Linked DNA regions of Mus musculus: regions 1 and 3 are each linked to region 2. The links are chromatin contacts, called in public HiChIP or PLAC-seq maps. All regions are on one chromosome and are shown on one strand. Each heading gives the region's core, a stretch centred on a gene start, on an enhancer-like site or on the middle of the called end of the contact. The rest is flanking DNA. Distances are from core to core; before and after follow the strand shown. Region 1 overlaps Atp6v0a1 (ATPase, H+ transporting, lysosomal V0 subunit A1). Region 2 holds the start of Ifi35 (interferon-induced protein 35). Region 3 holds the start of Retreg3 (reticulophagy regulator family member 3).

Evidence for each region. HiChIP or PLAC-seq counts read pairs in DNA pulled down with a chosen protein or histone mark.
Region 1: a contact with region 2 is called in an HNF4G HiChIP or PLAC-seq map of pancreatic cancer cells. The contact joins the enhancer-like site here to the promoter of Ifi35 in region 2. A contact is called at or near these places in 2 of 39 promoter capture datasets (hippocampal neurons and liver), 1 of 115 datasets of contacts at active chromatin or transcription factors (pancreatic cancer cells) and 1 of 9 other capture datasets (pancreatic islet).
Region 3: a FOXA1 HiChIP or PLAC-seq map of pancreatic cancer cells shows a contact between it and region 2. The contact joins the promoter of Retreg3 here to the promoter of Ifi35 in region 2. A contact is called at or near these places in 3 of 39 promoter capture datasets (the C10 cell line, cranial neural crest and liver), 5 of 115 datasets of contacts at active chromatin or transcription factors (effector CD8 T cells, embryonic stem cells, extraembryonic endoderm stem cells and 2 more) and 2 of 9 other capture datasets (adipose tissue and embryonic stem cells).

Annotation. Positions count from the first base shown.
Region 1 is chr11:101,061,478-101,064,807 of GRCm38.p6, reverse strand. Atp6v0a1 (ATPase, H+ transporting, lysosomal V0 subunit A1) reads right to left here. Exons shown (of 22, transcript NM_016920.4): 22 at 1,089-2,496. The coding sequence ends at 2,403. Among named protein-coding and RNA genes, the nearest start is that of Naglu, 7.0 kb to the left of the region's middle. Within about 2 kb of position 1,482, at least 213 of the 459 cell types and tissues checked have an H3K27ac peak or open chromatin away from gene starts, as enhancers often do. A contact at or near this core is called in hippocampal neurons, liver and pancreatic cancer cells, where this site is marked.
Region 2 is chr11:101,446,876-101,450,542 of GRCm38.p6, reverse strand. Ifi35 (interferon-induced protein 35) reads right to left here and starts at 2,131. Exons shown (of 7, transcript NM_027320.4): 1 at 1,921-2,131. The coding sequence starts at 1,941.
Region 3 is chr11:101,118,544-101,122,170 of GRCm38.p6, reverse strand. It overlaps Retreg3 (reticulophagy regulator family member 3), which reads left to right and starts at 2,330. Exons shown (of 9, transcript NM_026501.3): 1 at 2,330-2,630. The coding sequence starts at 2,392. Tubg1 (tubulin, gamma 1) reads right to left here and starts at 2,054. Exons shown (of 11, transcript NM_134024.3): 1 at 1,929-2,054; 2 at 1,512-1,624; 3 at 1,173-1,340. The coding sequence starts at 1,977.

The DNA.
Region 1 (3,330 bases), core at 233-2,732, 390 kb after region 2:
TATGGTTAGGGAGCAATCCAAATGTGTTTTCCCTGCAGGTGAACACTCAGTTGTATTAGCCCCAGTTACTGAAAACAAAGGGGTTTTTGTTGTGTTGTTTTGGAAACCAGGTCTCATGTAGTTCAGGCTGGCCTTGAACTCCCAATCCTGTATCCACCCCCAGAGGGCCGGGACTGCAGATATATAGTGTCAGGCTCTGTTCTCTCTGCGGAGAATTACCTTGGCCTCTTTGTCTAATCTTGGCTGACTGTAAATTAGCATTTGATCCTGGATTCTTGACTCTGCCATTCTAGTTAGTCCTCCCTGTGAGCAAGAGGATCAGGGTTTTCTTTGGGGCTTTCATTTAAAGATGGAGTCGGGGAGCACTGCTCCAGGGGAGGTGACCTGCTGGTTGGGAGAGAGGGGTATAGACTAGGGTGGACTAAGAAGATGGAATGAACAGGATGTCCCAGCTCTTCTCCCTGTTCTTATGAGAAGCAGGTGTTACATTCCTGTGCCATAAACCAGCCCTGTGTGTGTGTGTGTGTGTGTGTGTGTGTAGGGGGCAGGGCAGAGAAAGAATGTGTATGTCTCAGAGACGGGAAGTGGCCTCCCCACCCAGCCTTCTCCCCGCATAGTCTACCGGTTCTCTGGCCCTTAGCTTGCCTACTTCAGCATGTCACATTCTCCAGCTGCCCTGAGGAGCCTGCCAAGCCTCCACTTATACCGAGGCCAAAGGCTTTAGGGCTCAAAATAGCCAGGCCATGGAGGGCTGGAGAATGCACTTGGAGAGAAGTCGGGGCAGACACCCAGGCCCCCTTCTCTGCTTGGGATACACAGGGAAGGGAAGGGAGATAGAGACTGCCCAAGCAATGCAAACTTGGCTCAGGGCAGTGGGAAGGCGCCTGGGCGACTTGAGATAAGGTGCTAATTTCACAGACTCACCGCCCAGCCAGGGCCAGGGCGACTGTGGCCTCAGATCAGGAAGAAAAGCAGAAAGGCTGGCAGGCAGGAGGAAGTGGGTGTGGGCACCAGATGGGCTCCGGAGGGCAGAGCTAGAGTGACAGCCTCCCCGCACCCCCCTACACACACACTCAGAGACAGGCAGCTTTTCTGAGAGTCAAACACACTTTATTCCGGATAAGATGTCTGGACAGAAGGCCTTGGACAGGGTCCCCACAAAGAGCTCTGCTGCAGGCCTCTCTGCAAACAGAGCAAAGATCACGTAACCGGGCACAAAAGGACAGAGGGGTTCAGAACAAGGTCACCATGGGCCGGTCCTGCCTGGGCGAGTGTGGGGGTAGTTCTCATGAGCACCTGGGTGGGGGAGGGGAGGGGCCTTGCTGATTTAGTGTCACTTCCACAGGGAAGGCAGTGAGTGAATTGCAGGAGTCAGCACATGATTAGAAGGGTCTGAGATCCACAGTACATGAGGTAGCCGGCGAGGGCTTGGCAGGCCTGGGCAGCGCTCCCATACCTGCGCTGGCAGCCCAACAGTCACCTCCGCTTAGCAAATTGTAAATGACCTTCCCTGCCCAGGACACCACTCCTGAAACCTGGGGTCAGTGCGGGGCTTGGGGAGGGAGTCTCAGTGGGCAGATCAAGGCAGGCCTGCCAGCAGAACCAACCTTACTGACCACAGCCTCAGGACATCATGATCAGGGTGCAGAAGGGCTCAGAGATGGGCCAATTTTAACTTCTGCCTTGGGGTGTAGTGTTGGGCAAGGCCCATTCACCTACAGACTGGGTGGAGGGAACCTAAGATCCGGAAGCCCAGTGCTGCAAGTCGGTGAGACCCCCCCAGTCCCAGGGATGCTATGCTGCGCCAACAGGGCTCGAGGAGGGGGTGCTTAGGAGGGTGGTGGCTATCCTGGGACCTTTGGGATGGTCCAGGTGGGGCCAGCCTAATTTCCTGAATATTAACTGGAGAGGGCTGGGCAAGGGATGACCGCAGCATCTTCCTGACTGTCCCTGCTAGTGGAGTGGGATGTGTTTCATAAGCAGTGTCCCCCTGTAGGAGAGGACCAATTACCATCCTCCTCCAAGGTGTGACCAAGAACTCCTGGACTGAAGAGGGATCCCTTGCATCCTGAGGGCTCTGTGCCCCGATGTGGCTGTGCAGGTTGGCTCACCAGCAGGGGGTGGAACAGGGCTGTCTGTCTGGGGGGCCAAGGGGCCTAGCCGGTGCCGTGGGGATGGGTGAGTATCAGGCACAGTCATTCAGCATTCAATCCAAAGTTTTGGGGTAGAGAGACCGAGGCAAGGCCAGCACTACCTAAGTGAGTCACAGCAGGGACAAGGGGTTGCAGGGCGACACAAAGGCCCAGGCATCCAGGGATCACAACCAGCAGGCAAGAGAGACACAGCTGATCACTGTGGAGACGGGCAGGGGAGCTGCTCTGGGCATGCGCCCTGCCTCAGACTCACTCATCAAACTTCCCTTCCCGAATGTGCTCAAAGGAGAAGGGGAGGAACTTGAAGCCAGTCCCAGTGTAGAATTTGTTCTGGAACTCCACCCTGCAACGCAGAAGAGCACAGCTGTCATTTCACAGGGAAAATGGAACAGGGCTGAGTGTGGTGGCCCACACTTCAACCGTGGGGGACAGAGGCAGGTGGATTGGTGGCCAGCCAGGGTGACATTGTGAGACCCCGTCAAAAATAAAAATAAAATAAAATAAGGAGGTTAAATGGCTCCGTGGTTAGAGTACGGGCTGCTCTTGCAGAGGACCTGGGTTTCCAGCACCCACATGACTGCTCACAACTGCCTGTAACTCCAGCTCCTAGAGACCTGACACCCTCATCTAGTCTCCATGCCCCCACTCAGACACATAAATAAAACAATAGGGGGCTGCAGAGATGGCTCAGTGGTTAAGAGCACTGACTGCTTTCTTCCAGGGGACCCAGGTTCAAACCCCAGCACCCACAAAGCAGCCCTGAACCCCTGGCTCAAGCCATCCACTTGCTCCAGCTTCCAGAATAGCTGTCACTAGAGGGGATGCCACCATGCCTGACGTAGCAACCTTCCTCAGATTTTAGTTCTCCATTCCCTCCAACTCTGCTGTCCCGGGTGAACTTGGCTTGCGGCTCACTGCGCAGGGGCTACTTTAACTAACTCATTTTAGCTTATGCTGTATGTATATGGTATTTGTCTGTGGGCATCTGTGTGCCGCAGCATGTGTGTGGGTCAGAGGACAACTCTGTGGAGTCGCTTCTCTCTCTCTGCCTCTCCCGCCTTGTGCAGGATGGTTTATGTCAACTTGACACACGCTAGACTCGTCTGAGAGATGAAAATCTCAACCGAGAAAATGCCTGCATAAGACTGGGCTGTGGCCAAGCCTGTAGGGCATTATC
Region 2 (3,667 bases), core at 882-3,381:
GAAGCCAGGTTCTCTTCAAGAGCAGCACATACTCTGGACTGCTGAGCCAACTCTCCAGGATGTGACTTTACTTTTCAAGATAGGGTCTCTCTCTCACTCACTAACCGAGAGCTGTTCAGTAGGGCTGGGTGGCTCACCAGCAAACCCCACGGCTGTGCTTGGATACAAGCATATGCCACTGTGCTATTTTCTTTAAAGATTTATTTATGTATTTTATGTATGTGAACACACTGTAGCTGTACAGATGGTTGTTGGGGATTGAATTTTAGGACCTCTGCTCACTCCGGTTAACTCTGCTTGCTCAGTCCCTGCTCACTCCAGCACAAAGCTTCATTTATTATACATAAGTACACTGTAGCTGTCTTCAGACGCACCAGAAAAGGGTGTCAGATCTCATTACCGGTGGTTGTGAGCCACCATGTGGTTGCTAGGGTTTGAACTCAGGACCCTCAGAAGAGCAGTCACTGCTCTTACCCGCTGAGCCATCTTGGCAGCCCACTGTGCTATTTTTTTTTGTTTTGTTATCTCAGTTTTTTTTTTTAATTTTTAAAAAAGATTTATTTATTTATTATATGTAAGTACGCTGTAGCTGTCTTCAAACACACCAGAAGAGGGAGTCATATCTTTTTACAGATGGTTGTGAGCCACCATGTGGTTGCTGGGATTTGAACTCAGGACCTTCGGTAGAGCAATCAGTGCTCTTAACCACTGAGCCATCTCACCAGCCTGGTTATCTCAGTTCTTAAGTACTGAATTTCTCCTCGTGCTTTTTTTTTTTTTTTTTAAAGATTTGTTTATTTTATGTATGTGAGTACACTGTTGCTTTTCTCAGGCACATCAGAAGAGGGCATCGGATCCCATTACATGTGGTTGCTGGGAATTGAACTCAGGACCTCTGGAAGAGCATTTAGTGCTCTTAACCACTGAGCCATCTCTCCAGCCCCTCTTCTCATACTCTTAAGGTAAGCAGTTTATAGACTGAGCTAGCTCTCTAGCCTTCCCTCTAGGTATCTTTGTGAAGAAGTGTAATATCCCTACATAGTAAGTGAAGGGATTAGACTGTCAACTTTAGAAAAGCTAATGTTTGGTCCAGTGCAACATGTCTGAAGAAACTAGGATCTGAAACCAGGCAGGTTGGCTCTTCAATATTGCTTTTTCCTTATTTGGCTCCAAATCGCTCCCTTTTTTTATTGTATCTGGGAGATAAATGGAAGTTTTCCGTGCCAGAAGACTAACAAGGGGAGGCAGAGCTGCTGAGGACAAGCTGCATTGGATCCCTCCTCGAAGGTGGCTGCCCACTGTGCTTCCTCCTGAGGCCTCACTGGCTGTTGGCAGGCAGACTTCACAGCTCAACCTAGCCTATCTGAGGTGGCCTCAGTCAGAGGCACTTAGAAAGACCACCTGTCCCAGAGAGGACCAATGGTCAGGTTGACATGGCATTCTGAGGGGAGGAGTTTTTGGCTGGGAAGTACCTCAGAGTATTCCCTTTGCTGTTTAGAATAGCCAGAAACCTTTGATGCTTACAGCTCTCTACAACCCTGAAGCATACATCCACATAAAGAAAGATCAAGGCCGGGCAGTGGTGGCGCACACCTTTAATCCCAGCACTTGGGAGGCACAGGCAGGCAGATTTCTGAGTTCGAGGCCAGCCTGGTCTCCAGAGTGAGTTCCAGGACAGCCAGGGCTAAACAGAGAAACCCCGTCTCGAAAAACCAAAAAGAATGATCAAGGTCCTTACTTTAGGTGTCAGAGTCCTGGTTTTGACAATAGGTAAATGACAAGATCCACAGACCAAGGTACCCTAAGCGCTCTACTTCTCTTCCACCCTTAGCAGGCTTGAGCCGAGCAGGTCTAAGCCTAGAACACTGTGTTCCCGCCCCTCCCCACATGCGACAAATGCTCCCCTGCTCCCGTACTTACAGTTTGCAGGGTCACAGACATGGCTCTCACGTCTGGCAGAAGCTGGGGCTTCAGAGCAGGGTTGGCAGTGAAGAGTTCTGAAGGACTAAACTCTTTGACCCCTCAGAGGTGGCTCTGGTCTCCTCAGCCTCCAGCAGCGTCTGAAACACACTTCCACTGCTGTTGCTTGCTTGCCGGCCTCACTTCCACTTTCATTTCTGTGAATTCTGCTTCTGAGCATACAGCCCCACCCTTGGGCGGAGCCTTCCAAGTCATCAAATCTAACTACCCAGTCAGGCATGTGCTCCTGGGACCGCAAAGGGAAGACTTTCCCAGGCAGCCAGTTCTAGCATAAACCATGGTAGGATTTTTAAGACTTCCAGACAGACAGGCTCTCAGTACTGCAGCTCTAGCTGGCTTCACACCCTTGAGATCTGTCTGCTTTTGCCTCCAAAAAGCTGTGATTAAAGAACTGTGAGTCACCCTGGAGGCAGAGGCAGGCGGATTTCTGAGTTCGAGGCCAACCTGGTCTACAAAGTGAGTTCCAGGACAGCCAGGGCTATGCAGAGAAACTGTCTCCAAAAAACCAAAAAAAAAAAACAAAACAAAAAAAACCTGTGAGTCAAGTGGCGGCGGCACATCTTTGATGCCAGCGTTCAAAGAGGCAGGTGGATCTCTGTGACCAGTCAAGCCTAGTCTACAGAGTGATTTTTCAGGGCAGCCACAGGTACACAGAGAAATCCTACCTCCAAAACCCAAAATATAAAGGGTTCAGCTGTTGAGTACCAGAGGACCCAGGTTCAACTCCCAGTATCCACATGGCTATTGGTAACCTTTTTCTTTTAAAAAAGATTTATTTATTATGTGTAAGTACACTGTAGCTGTCATCAGACACTCCAGACCAGGGAGTCAGATCACATTGCAGATGGTTTCGAGTCACCACGTGGTTGCTGGGAATTGTACTCAGGACCTTCGGAAGAGCAGTCAGTGCTTTTTGTTGGTTTTATTGTTTCCGAGACAGGGGTTTTATCTGTGTAGCCTTGGCTGTCCTGTAACCATGCTGTCTTGTAGACCAGGCTGGCCTGGAACTCCGAAACTCGCCTGCCTCTGCCTCCCAAGTGCTGGGATTAATGGCGTTGAGCCACCACTGTCTGGCGCAGTCAGTGCTTTTATCCACTGAGCCATCTCACCAGCCCAACTAAAAAGCCCTTTTATTTATTTATTTATTTATTTTTTATTTATTTTTTTTTTTTTAAGATTTATTTATTATTTATTATATGTAAGTACACTGTAGCTGTCTTCAGACACACCAGAAGAGGGCATCAGATCTCATTAAGGATGGTTGTGAGCCACCATGTGGTTGCTGGGATTTGAACTCTGGACCTTTGGAAGAGCAGTCGGGTGCTCTTACCCACTGAGCCATCTCACCAGCCCCCTTTTATTTATATGAGCACTCAGTAGCCGTCCTCAGAAACACACCAGAGTTGTGAATCAGATTCTAATTACAGATAGTTGTGAGCCACCATGTGGTTGCTGGGATTTGAACTCAGAGCCTCTGAAAGAAGTCAGTGCTTTTTTTTTTTTTTTTTTTCGAGACAGGGTTTCTCTGTATAGGCCTGGCTGCCCTGAAACTCACTTTGTAGACCAGGCTGGCCTCGGACTCAGAAATCCGCCTGCCTCTGCCTCCCGAGTGCTGGGATTAAAGACGTGCGCCACCTTGCCTGGCTAAGTGCAGAGTTCTGAACTGTTGAACCACCAGTGTCTCCAG
Region 3 (3,627 bases), core at 1,081-3,580, 330 kb after region 2:
AACTCAGAAATCTGCCTGCCTCTGCTTCTGCCTCCCAAATGCTGGGATTGAAGGCATGTACCATCACTGCCCAACTTATTTTATTTTTTTGAGACAGGGTTTCATGTATCCAAGGCTAGCATCAAATTCTCTGCTTAGCTGAGGATAACCTTGACATTCTGCGTCTCCTGTGTCTATTGCCAGTACGGACCACTCTGCCCAGTTTTATGCAGTGTTAAGGACTGAAGCCAGGGCTTCGAACATACTAGACCAGTATCCTCCCAACTGAACTACATGTCCAGCCATCTCTACCACTGTAGCTCATGCCCACCTAGTCATCTGACTTCAGGAAGATTTATCTGTTTCCTCACTAAAAGTAAAACACAGGTCCACACTTCGCCATTTAATATCCACAGGACCAGATATTTTTAGAAATCAAAATTCTTCAGGTTCTGAAAGGTAGTTTTGGGCATACAATCATAAATTGCATATTAGCTGGGCAATGGCGGAGCACACCTTTAACCTCGCCATTTAGGAGGCAGAGGCAGGTGGATCTCTGTTTGAGGCCAGCCTGGTCTACAAAGTGAGTTCCAGGACAGCCAAGGCTAAGTAGAGAAACTTTCTCAAAATAAATAAATATTCATATTTAACAAAAAGATCACGTCAAGGCTGTGGATGTGATGCATAGCTCAGCAATCTAAGTTTGTCTAGTATGTGATGTTTAGCACATTCCTAGAACCTGCCAAATAAACAGTACTGATACAGCCGTGGAGCTTGGAGGTGTGTTATCAGACATTTCTACAGTGAGAGGCCTGAGTGCTGACAATAAGGTAACGAGATACATCAACATAGCCTTCCTTCTCCATTGCGCATTGGTTTTGCTAAGTGAAGTTTGAAATATCTTTGATTTCAGAGTTTTGTTTTGAGTCTGAAGAAGTAGATAAAATATCATAAACCCATGGTACTTACTTCTAGGGTTAGTCAGAGGTTTACAAAGATAACACAGAAAGTATTTAAATGGCCTGCAACAAAGCACTAGCTAGACTGCGTCCTTAGCGTTCCAGTTAGCTCCTGGAGCCATGGCTATCTTACTCAGCACTCGAACATCTCTGACCTAGTTTCATCTGTAGAAAAACCACAGGGCCTGTGCCCACCCACAGAGTTGAGAGCCCTTCAGGGGAACAGCAAATGACCTGGGAGAATCCGCTGGCCCAGTTGTTGCCAGCTCCTCCGCCATGCTCCGACAGGTAGATGTTCTCTGGGTTGTAGAGCTTAGCATAGGAGGAGTTTAGGATGGAATGGATCACCCGGGGCTCCAGGTCCAGCAGCACAGCCCGGGGGATGTAGTGCTCATCATCTGCCTGTCAGAGGGAAGCCAGGATGGGTCAAGTCCTGAAGCCTCCCAACTCTGGCTCCTGCAGGCTCTCCCTCAAGATAGCCACTCTGTTCCCATCCATCCACTCAGAGTTTCCCAGCACCAGATCGCGCTGCCAGTCCCGCCAGGGTCCTGGTCAAGTCACTTGGGGGAGCACCTGGTAGAAAAAGACGTCCTTTCGGTCAGTGCCCTCCGTGGCGAACTCTTCTACGATGCCCTCGGGACTGATGCCATGCTCGGCACATAGCTGTTTCCAGAACTCGAACCCAACTAAGAGAGGGAGGCGGAAGGTGAAGAAAAAAGATACGTGAGTCTGGGTAGGTTCCAAATAGCCAGTGGGGGATTTGAACGCCTGGGTCTAGGGATCTAGATTAGCCTTGGGACTCCCTAGTGTCTAGGCCAATGACTGGACAGGGGAAGGTCCATTGGCTTTAGGCAGTTGGGCACAGGGTTGGGAATCGCCTTTGTGGGGGAGAACTAGGATTCTGCAGACAGACCGAAGCTATGACCTTATTGCGAGGGCCTCTTGCACCTAAGGAACCTGGGAGGCAGAGGGTCTGGGAGGTTCGCTCACTCTGATTGCCGCACTGGCCCAACTGTAGGGTGATGATTTCTCTCGGCATCGCTCCTCAGACATCGGCGTTGCAGTCTCTCCCGCCAGCAACACCGCCGACCGCTAGCGCGCTCGCCGGCAAGACGCAGGCGCCAGACAATGCGCTCCACCCCTAATCGTTCTCCGCTCCAATGGGAGCTGGGTTCTGCAGATGAAATTTCCTCCTTCATCGGGCTTCAGTCGTGCGAGTTGCGCGTGCGCGGCTCCGAATCGCGCTCAGCGCCGGGAACGCATTTCGACGCAGTGTTCTCTTCCGTCTGATGAATGCGCACCGGAGCGTCTGCGCATGCGCGCGTGGGCGTTCCGGCACTTGCCCCGCCCCGCCCCTTCTCCGCCCGGCCGCAGCCAAATCGTGCTTCTGCGCAGTCGGTGTTATTGTGACTCCCGGGCCGTGGCCCCGGATGTTGTGGCTGCTGAAGGGGAGATGGAGGAGGCTGAAGGGGTGGCCGCGGCCCCGGGTCCAGCTTCGGGGTTGGCTTTCAGGGGCCGCCGAGCTATGTCCGGCTCCTGGGAGCGCGACCAGCAGGTTGAGGCGGCGCAGCGGACCCTGGTGGAGGTGCTGGGCCCTTACGAGCCTCTGCTGAGCCGGGTGCAGGCAGCCCTGGTGTGGGAGCGGCCGGCCAGGAGCGCCCTGTGGTGCCTGGGGCTGAACGCGGCGTTCTGGTGAGACACCCGGACCCTCACTGACCCTACTAGGCGGGAATTCCTCAGGTTGTTCTGGGGGGGGGGGTGTCGATCTCTCACCTGCCCTGTCCTGCCTTCTTTCGTCGCCCTGGCTGCTTCTGATACTTGCCTGATAATGCTTCACTTTCCCCAGCATCCCGCCTGCCTCCAGGCTTTGGCACCCCGGGTGCTCGCAGGGCCTTCCTGGTCTTCTCCACTTGCCCCCACGACTCGCCAGAGAATCTGGTACCATCCCGTGTCGCTCGCAGTAAGCCGGGGTGCCTCTTGTTAGCGAGAGAAAGTGATTTCACTTCGAGACCATTTCCTCCGTTTCTCTTGCTTGCCCCAGGGTGGTGGTTCCGAGAGGTTTTAACTTAACGATGATGGGAGGAGAGGCAGAAGGGTATCCCTGGGTGTGAGGAGGAAAACAAGCTTGAGCCGGTTATCATGGATTATTAGCATGTTAGATACCGTCTCACCCAGTCAAGTTGGTGAAGTTTGTGTGGAGTTTCAGCTTGAAAGAAAAGTAGATGTATTAAGAAGGAAAAAATTAAAAAACAGTGGTGATCTTTCATCTGTTTCAGAGCCACTTAGGATTGCAACGCTTCCCCCCAAAAATTAGACCTTAGCTGTGGTTCAAGGAGTTTGAGGCTGTCTGAGAGCCGTTGAGTTCTCTTTCACTGGACAAGTGGCTTTATATTAAAGTGTGTGTTTCATTCTCTGGAAAAAATGAGAGCACCTAGGAGGAGTTTGGGCTTCATCGAGTCTACCAACCATGGTTTGGGTTTATTAATAACCATAGTACTGATCAAATTCCAAGGGAACTGACATATCACTGAGGCTTCTACAACCAGAAGAGATGAGACTCTTTGAATAAGCCTGTGTGTGTGTATGTGTATAGGGGTGTGGTCCTGAGATGGGGTGGTCGTGAGGAGTTGTGGGTACTTGTAGAGGCTAGAAGCATCAGATCCCCCTGGAGCTGGAGATAGGTGGGGGT